2 separate regions of the Gossypium hirsutum genome follow, and region 2 is linked to region 1. Evidence: chromatin contacts called from public Hi-C data. All regions are on one chromosome and are shown on one strand. Each heading gives the region's core, a stretch centred on a gene start, on an enhancer-like site or on the middle of the called end of the contact. The rest is flanking DNA. Distances are from core to core; before and after follow the strand shown. Region 1 holds the start of LOC107897479 (TLC domain-containing protein 4). Region 2 holds the start of LOC107897468 (O-fucosyltransferase 36).

Region 1 (4,595 bases), core at 1,810-4,309:
ATTAACTAGAAAATGAAAGAATGGAAAAGAGTAGTTGAATACAACAACTTCATTTAATTTTATTTAATTCTTTGATTAACATATTTATTAATTATCTTTATCTAGCATATACTACACTAGAAGTCTAGAACCCACCAAACCCATGCATCTCATTTACTCAAATCAATTGCTATCACGTTATTTTGATATTTTATTAAAGTGTAAGGATTTAATTCATAATTTTTACTAAATATAGGAATTAATAGTTGAATTTAATCATTAATCAATTATAAAAATTTAAGGGTAAATTATACAAATAGTCACCTAATTATTCTCGCGTTCCTGTTTTAGCAAATCAACTTTAAATTTTTTTTAATTTAAACATTAATCTTTGAATTCGTTTATGTTTTGGTCACTCACGGTTAAATTGATAACGAAAGCTTTTTTCTAATTAATATAATAACACATTTAGTCATCAATACTTACTTATTCTATTAATTTAATCCTAATTCTAAATAACTCAATAAATCTAACTATTCACATTTACAAATTCTATCTATTTGATCATCAAATTTCCCAATCAAAGCTTTCGGCTTTTAAAACTCCCTAATAGTTCAATAGACGTGAGATGCCTCTGTTTTAAAAGCTGAAAGCTCTGGTTAGAAAGTTTGGTGATCAAATTGATAGAATTTGAAAATATGAAAGGTTAAATTTATTGAATTATTTAGAATCAATATACGTAAGTATTGAGGACTAAATATGTCATTATATTTAGAAAAAGACTTCCCGTTGTCAAATTAACAGCAAGTGACTAAAACAGAAACATATTCAAACATTAGTACTTAAATTGAAAAAATTTAAAGTTTAGTGACCAAAACAAGAACACGACATAATTGGGTGACCTTTTGTATAGTTTACCCAAATTTTAATTAGGTGAAATTTGGTTATCATAGTTTCTTTTTGTAATTATATAATCCTTGAAAGCATAAAAGGATTGGATTGAAATAAGCTAATTAAAGCAGGTAGTAGTTTAAAAAAGTAAAAAATAAAAATAAAAAATGAAGAACATGGGGGTGTTGGTTGGAATTTCATGCACGTCTTGTTTTAATTTATTATTAAAATTTATGGAATCACATAACACTATTTTATTAAAAGCAGATCATATTCACTTATTATTTTATTACACATTTATTTATATTATTAAATTTTTAATTGAGTTAACATCAAAAGTTAATTGTAGTATAATCTCGATATTTAGTTTATTTGTCATGAGTATTTATCTCATAATTTAATTTATGAGTTCAAGTAATAGAGATTGTTTGTTTTTAGTGTGTGTCGTAATAATCTATTTCCGTAAAAAAATATATGAATTGAAAAAAAGAAAAAACCCTACTCTTAATGTCACTAAACTATTAGAAAGTTTATATTTTGATCATTCAACTTCAAAATGTTGCAAAATGGGCAATTAACTATTCGAAAGTTTTCATTTAAGCTATTAGGCTGTTAAAAAGCGATGTTGTATGACATTCTCTGTTTACACCGGTTGCACTAATCGGAAGCTCTTATTCTCCTTTTTTTCCATAGTTTAATTTTTTTTATGAAACATCTTTGCGTCGTGAATCTATGAACAAAAATTCAAGTAACTTTCTTATTTGATCTCAAACACCAACTGCCAAATCGACTTTAATTTAAGGTATATTCTTATATTCGTCGATGACTACTAATCCATTGTACCATTCGTCAAATCGTCGTTTGGAGTTTACTAACCATACTTTAAAAAGAAAAAAAAACTTAACAATTCAATGACTCGGATAAAATTTTTTGAATAGTTCGGTGACTATTTTGTAAATTTTTTATGTGATCAAAACATAAATTTACTGATAATTTAACTGTCTTACGTGTAGTTTTATCTAAAAAAAATCTATGCTGATTTAATTTTAACAAATTACATAATTTTCGCATAAATTTTTTTTAATATATTATAACATAATATTAAATATAAATAAATCCTTGCATTTTCGAGGAAAGAATTGCTAAAATATAAAACGATGTTCATTCATGCCAAAAGCACAATGAAAGCCAAGGCTAAGGGAATGCTAATGGGGCGGATAAGGGGAAGGCCAGTGCCAGATAGCCAAATTAATGTCTTTGGACTTTTTAAAACCTTTCATCAATACTTTTATTTAAGGATGGTTTTTAATTTAATTGTAGAATTATTTATTTTATAAATATTTTTATTTTTATATAAAATTCAAAAAGATATATATTTGAATTCAAAATATTATAAAATTTAATATTTTAATTTAACATTTTATATCAATTTTATTAAATTTATTATATAAAAATTTCAACTACATTTTAATTATATCATAATTTCGTTTTATTTTGATTTCTAACAAAAAAATTTCATGGTTAAACTCTAGTGCTAATAAGGATAGTGATTAACTCAGGTAAGCCCCTTTTTTTATATTTTGGGCCTTAGATAGAAGAATAAAATGGGATTTTAAGTTTTTTAAAAGTTACATAAATTTTTTTAGGTTCTTCAAAAGTTGGTAAAAGTATATTTGGACCCTTAAAAGTTGGTAAACTTTTTTTTGGCTTTTAAAAGTTAAATTTTTTTTGAGCCCCTTAAAATTAAAAAATAATATTTTGAACCCCTTTCAGCATTGAACAACTGCATTTCTAGACGATCCCCAAGGCCGGACTTGAGCTCAGGGATGATGGAACCCGTTCCCACCTCACAACCCCATACTCCAAAGACTTTACTTCAAATTCAATGCTTCTTAAACAACTTACATATATATATATATATTGTATACACTTAATCTCACACTAAGCAATGAAAAAATTTAGGATTCAAGAAAGAGTAACAAGAATAGTAAAAAACAACACAATTTAACAGATATAATCAGAACTTATAATAAAATTATTAAAAAGAACAAGATGAATTTATATTATTTAATATTTACCCATGTAAATAAATCTTCTCTGGACAAAAAAAAAAAGTTACTAGATAACAAACAAGCCACATGTTTCCCATTTGAAGAGTTTTAAATCACTTTGAGCTTTGGAATTGATTCAAGCAAACAAAAAAAAAGTAAAATCCAAAATTTCTACATATAAAACATAACATAACCCATAAAACAAGTGTCACACATTTCTCATTTTTGGTCTTATTATTATCTTCCTCTCAATCTTGCAAGGATAAGATTGCAATGGGCTAAACTCCACAATCTCCACCCTGTAAAGTGCCCCAAACCAACCGAATAAGCTGAACACCCCCAACGTCTCTCATTAGCCAATCTCATTACATGACCCATCACCATTCACCCCCAGCACCTATATTCACCAATCCACACTACTGCTTCTTTCCTTCTTCTGCTGCTGCTCTTTTTTGCTTGAATTTTTTTATACCTTTCAATTATTTTTGGTTATTATTGAGTTGGTTGAAGATTCCAAAATACTCTTCCCACACTGATTAAACCTTACGGTTGGTGCCACTCTCTCATTTTCTTTTTGGTACCCAAATGATAAAATAGGATTTGATTTCACTTCTTTCTAGTTTCGTGTACCTTATGTTTTGGTTTTGAGTCTTCTTCTTCTTTCATGGGTTGTTGTTCATTTTTGCATTGCTGTTTTTGCCATTTGTACTCAGTTATGGGTCTTTAAAGGTTTGTTTTTTCTGGGTTTCAGGCATTGATTAGCCTTGGAAAAAAAACCTTTTTTTTTCTGGTCTCCGGTTTAAGGTTTCTCTTTCAAAGATTTTATTTTTTTTTTCCTTTTCTCCTTTAAATACCAACTTGCATTTTGCTTACATTTCGTGGTTGTTTCTTCAAGCTTGTAACAGATGCTTATGGTAAGTCGATTTATCGGATTTGTTAGCTGTTTTGCGTCTATCGTTATGACTTTTGATTGCTTGATCCAATGCCATCTAAGTGTTCTTCAAATAGATTACTTCAAATATCAATGTTTTTTCATTGCATATTTGCATTTGCATTTGCTTACCCGAAATGGGAATACTTGCTTGATCTGAATCTTACCATTAGTATTTGCTTTCTTCATTTTGATTAAACTTTAAGAATTTTAGTTGTTTCGTGTGTGCTTTAACTTGACTGAATTGAAGTTATCGTTACATGGAGGAGATCTTATATCTTGGAATAGGATGGAAATTGTTGGTATCTGTGTTGATTATTTATCTCCTTCAAGCCTTTGCTTGTAGACTATATGGTTTGTGGTAGTATCCAATGTAGAAACCTCCTTAATTTTCTTCTTTAGAACCATTATTCTAAAACCTACATGAATGCTTTCTTTCTTTTCTCTGATACCAATTTGTTTTTGTTTATGGCATTGATGAATGAAGGAGGGAGGAGACTAAGAGGAGACACCCATGTTGCTAAGGTGATCTTGAGGTTCCAATATGAGAGAAATGCCTAAACAGACAGTGATGGCTATAAAGTCTTACCAAAACCAGGCTCAGTTGTTGGTTAAGAACTACTTATTTGCAGATCCCTTCATTCCATACACTTCCATCCTTGGTGGCATTCTTGCTTGCAAAGTGGTAAATTGAGTTTTTCCTATGTTAAATATGTTTCAACTTTTGAATTCAGGATCACTGA
Region 2 (4,492 bases), core at 726-3,225, 440 kb after region 1:
TATGAGGAGGACGTTTAACCAGTGGTATAGTCTTTCCATTCAGCATGATCATTGATTGCAGCAAACCAGTTTCGCTCCCTGCTGCATCTGTTGAAAGGTATATAACTGGAGAGTTGGCCCTTTCAACCATCCGAGTAATGCAATCCGCAGCTTGAGGAATAGGGTAAAAGCAGCTTGGCTTTTTAGCATTGCTGGGGAATAAGCAAGAAATGTTAGTGGCATTCACACAAACCGACATCAATCATCATCGCAAAACACTTTCGACTCAAATTGAGATTCTCAATAATTATGAACAAACTCTCCCTCATGCTCTAGCAAATTTCCAACACTTCGAAATCAAAGCAAAATACGCCCAATGCCATCATTTTAATGTTTTGCTTTTTATTCTGTAGCGTAAAACTATGAAGGTTCCCGTCTTCCTAAGCAATAAATCACAACAAAATAGAAAAACATACCAGAACTTTAAGAAGCCGTGTCGCCGGAAATGAAGAGCGATAAAATTACTACCCAAGAACGTCTGAATGAACCGTTCAGCAGTCAACAAGATAAGTTTACTTGGCTCTATCAACGTCTTACACTTATGAGCAATCGGACCGCCTGGTTGCAACATCCAATCTCTATCCACATCGGCAAAATAAACATCCCCAATTGCAATCACATCATCATCAGACCCAAACTTCTCCTCCACATCCTTGACCGTCTTTCGACTCGGATTCTTAACATCCTCATTCTTCCAAGCAGCCTCCAATTTCCCCGTCGAAATTCCCAACGACTTCAACTTCTTCAAATGCTCTTCGTCCATGTAACACGGCTGCGGGGTCGAGAAATAGCAAATGAATTTGTCAATGTGAGCGTGATTCTTCTTCAATTTCATAAAATCCTCGAATGGTACAACAACTTTTTTACCAATACAATCGTTGATGTGCGCGATATCCAGAACCCGGTTGTACTGATAATCGAATCTCGAACTCGGAATCACCAATGCCCGATTCAAAATCGCCGCGAAAAACATATGTTTCTCTAAGCAAATCAAATGGTTACTCATCTGACCCGACAAGCAAATCGCGAACAAGAATTTATTCCGTCTGGGTTTCCATTCAATGGTTCTTCTTTCAGAAAATTTCTGGTCAACTTTTCTGCAACGGTGGAAACTGTAACCGGCAGAACTGGGATCCAAAGCGGTGCCGTTTTGAAGGGTGTCTCCGGCTTTGTAAGGGGATAATAGAATTTGCTGGATGTGTTTGTTTAACGTGATCTGGGTGAGCAATGTGGCTTTGATATCATCAAATTGGACGGTCGTGATGTTATTAGAGTTAACCAAAGTGTGATTCCAGATAGAAAGAAGGGAACTTTGCTGCTGGTTCAACAAGTGAAGAGCTTGGAGTTGGGATTCTCTGATTTGACTCGACACCGTATTGAATTTAAAGGAGGAGATATCGGAAGTGAAGAGGGAGCGAATATCGATGGAGAAGTAGATAAAGACGATGAGCAGAGGGAGCACAAGGGCGAAGAGATAACCTTTGTGGAAGGTGAGCTTGGAACGACGTCGCATTTGTGGTTCGAGCCCTTCGACATTGAAACCGGATCTTGTGGTGTCGTTTTGATAGGTTAAGTTTCGTCTGGCGTCGTCTTCGTCGGATGAATCTCGGTCCATTTTTTGCTAGTGAGTTAGTGAGCGAGTGAAGGAGTGAATGACCGAGTCGGTGACGATATAACTAGGGACTTAAGGAAATCCGGGGTTTCGGTGATTATTGGTTTACAATTTAGGGATTTGATAAAAAAATTGAGAAAATTTATCGTCTGTGGAGTTGGGGATGGCGAAAGTTGAGAAGGAAGAAACGGTCGGTGGAAAAAGACTCACTACCGGTCCGATCTGATATTTTCCTGCAAGGAAACGACCTCGTATTGTGCCCTCACACGTGAGAGATTGCAAAGTAGCGAACATGACAGCTGAGCAAACCCTCGATTTCGTAAGTGATTAAAATAAATTAAGGCATAATATTTAACATTTACGCATTTCTCATTCTTTTCTTATTTAAACCCTTCAAGAAGTTTAATTTTTAATAAAAATATTAATTAAAATGTTAAAATTTTAAATATAATAATTTTTATGATAATATATGTGTATTTTATATGATTATTTTTAAATTTTTAATGAAAATTTTATAATTTTTTAAAATTTAAATTTTAGACTTTTTAAATTATTTATTGAAATGTCAATTGGATTGTCATGCAGATTATTATGTAGATATTTTTAAAAAATTAATGCTTTAGTTAGCATTTTCAATAAAGAAAAATAATTTGACTCTTTTTAAAAAAAATTAATGGTCAAACTTAGTTAAAAAAATAAAGATTAAATTGACAAAAAAATATAAATATTGAGAATTAAATTTATTATTATATCTAAATTAAATCATTATAAAATTTTGTAATTGAATAGATGGATTTAATTAATTTTTAATATATATTATTTTTAAATACATTTAAAAATATAATAATTATATAAAATCATATAAAAAAAAGTAATCAAAACTAAAAGAAAAAAAAATCTTACTAGTGTTTTACTTTTCATTTCTCCTGTTTAAAAAAATTACAAAAACATAAGTGAGCAATTAGATGGATTAAGAATTAAGATGGTCAATTAATTGGTTAAGGTATAAAATTAGTGGATTAAATCGATTCTTTTAACCAAAACAACCAGTTGCTAATTGCTCTCCCAATGAAACAGTAAAATGGAAAGAAGGAAATAACAAAGAAGAACAAGCTTAGAGATTGAAGGGCAATACCCTTTTTGCTAATCTAAAATTAGAATCTAAAATAAATAAATAATTTAAGTACTGAAAAAGATGCATTAACAGAGATTTTGCAAATTGCAATCGTTAAAATATAGCTGGTAGCAGGAATCAAACTCCACAGCAAAGTACGTTGAAGAAGCTCTATATGAAGATCCGTTGTGTAGTTTATGATACTTATGAAGCTTCGTCAGTGACTTCAACAAGCCTACCACGGACCCATTTCTTAGTTACAGCGACTGCTTTAGACGGCACATCATCATTCTTCAGCTCAACTTTGATTCCATTTAGCATGGGATTCTTCTCATGTTGGATCATCCCATTTGTTTCCAAATGGTTGAGTTGCTTAGATGAATCAGAGTTTATCAAACTTTCAAAGTTGAGAGTTGATATACTGTGATTATTCGAGCATGGAGAAGTAAGTTCTTTGGCGTTGTCACCATTCACTATCTTCGGGAAAATAAAGTCAGAGAAATTGTACTCTTCATGCTTAGTCCCATTTACTTCTTTCTGTTCTGCTTGGTCTGAACCACTGCTTTCTGATTGCATTTTGTTCTCAACATGGCTAACCGGTTCAGCCGAGTCAACAGAAATGTATCCACTATTCTCATCGGATGAAATGTGTCTGATCTCTATCGATTCAATTGACTGAATTGCTTCGGCTATAAGTTTTCTGGTTTCAATAAGGGAAGCTCGAGCAACATGGCTCTTCATTGAAGCGACCTCAAGGGCTTTTGCGGCCTTCTCAGCTTCAGCAATCAAAAGCCTGCAGTATCATATATGTAAGCATTGAGTTATCCAGAGAATTAGCAGCCTACTTTTCTCATTGGTACTTAGAATGCAGAAAAGTGATAATCCATGGGAATTCTTAAGGGGGATATCCATGAAGGTTCTAACAGATGTATGTTTGCTGAATGTAAGCAAATGCTAACCTTGCTCTTTCAACAGCTTCGGTTTTCTTTAATTCTTCTGCTGCTCTTTGTGCTCTTAAGTTCTTCAACATCTCGAGCTTGGAGCTTGCCATAGGATCCTTATAAAGTGGTTTATTTCTTCTTCGTATCCTTAACCGCTCAATTGGGCTTATAGTCTCACTACCAGAAGAATAGTTTTTATCACTAGCTTTCCTCTTTGGAGGGCTCTGCTTGGACTGTGTACCAGCCGCTGGCTTCCTCTTCGGTTTTCTTTCAGCCCTAGATGGAATGCCATGATATTTTGCCAAGCCAGAGCAAACTCTCTCGCGGTAATCCTATTCAGCATATAACAAGAAATGGAAAATCCACATTCAGACGCAAAGACATAAGGAAATCTTGTCAGCAATATCATCCATAAAGTGACATTTGTAGATGCCTATGATCAATGTCATAATTTTCACTGCTGATGGATAAAAAAGAAAAATTCAATCATGCAAGCACTTACAGGATCAGCCCATTTGGCAGCAATGGCTTCAGCAATTTTTCTTCTTTGTTCAGGGGATTTTGGTGCTCTCTTGCTACCTTTTGGTCTAGGCATCGATTTCCTTTGTTCGACACTTTCCAACCACTCCTTTGTCAACTGCTCATCTAGTATCTTGTAAGAATCCCACCGTAGCTCTTCCTCACCAAGATAGCCTTTTCTAGATGCTTCAGCAATCAAGTTCATCCACTCAAAGTGGCAAGTTTCCTGCAGCATTAACTTCTCACGGCGCCTTTCCCATCCCATTC

Evidence for each region. Hi-C and Micro-C count contacts between places; a contact is called where the count stands out from the background.
Region 2: a contact with region 1 is called in a Hi-C map of leaf, with 5 times the contacts expected there. The contact joins the promoter of LOC107897468 here to the promoter of LOC107897479 in region 1. A contact is called at or near these places in 4 of 34 Hi-C or Micro-C datasets (all in leaf).

The regions. Positions count from the first base shown.
Region 1 is chrA10:4,651,302-4,655,896 of Gossypium_hirsutum_v2.1, forward strand. LOC107897479 (TLC domain-containing protein 4) reads left to right here and starts at 3,060. Exons shown (of 9, transcript XM_016822951.2): 1 at 3,060-3,469; 2 at 4,340-4,537. The coding sequence starts at 4,397.
Region 2 is chrA10:5,091,584-5,096,075 of Gossypium_hirsutum_v2.1, forward strand. LOC107897468 (O-fucosyltransferase 36) reads right to left here and starts at 1,976. Exons shown (of 3, transcript XM_016822939.2): 1 at 456-1,976; 2 at 1-191. The coding sequence starts at 1,654. LOC107897467 reads right to left here. Exons shown (of 7, transcript XM_016822938.2): 5 at 4,209-4,492; 6 at 3,725-4,038; 7 at 2,683-3,558. The coding sequence ends at 2,970.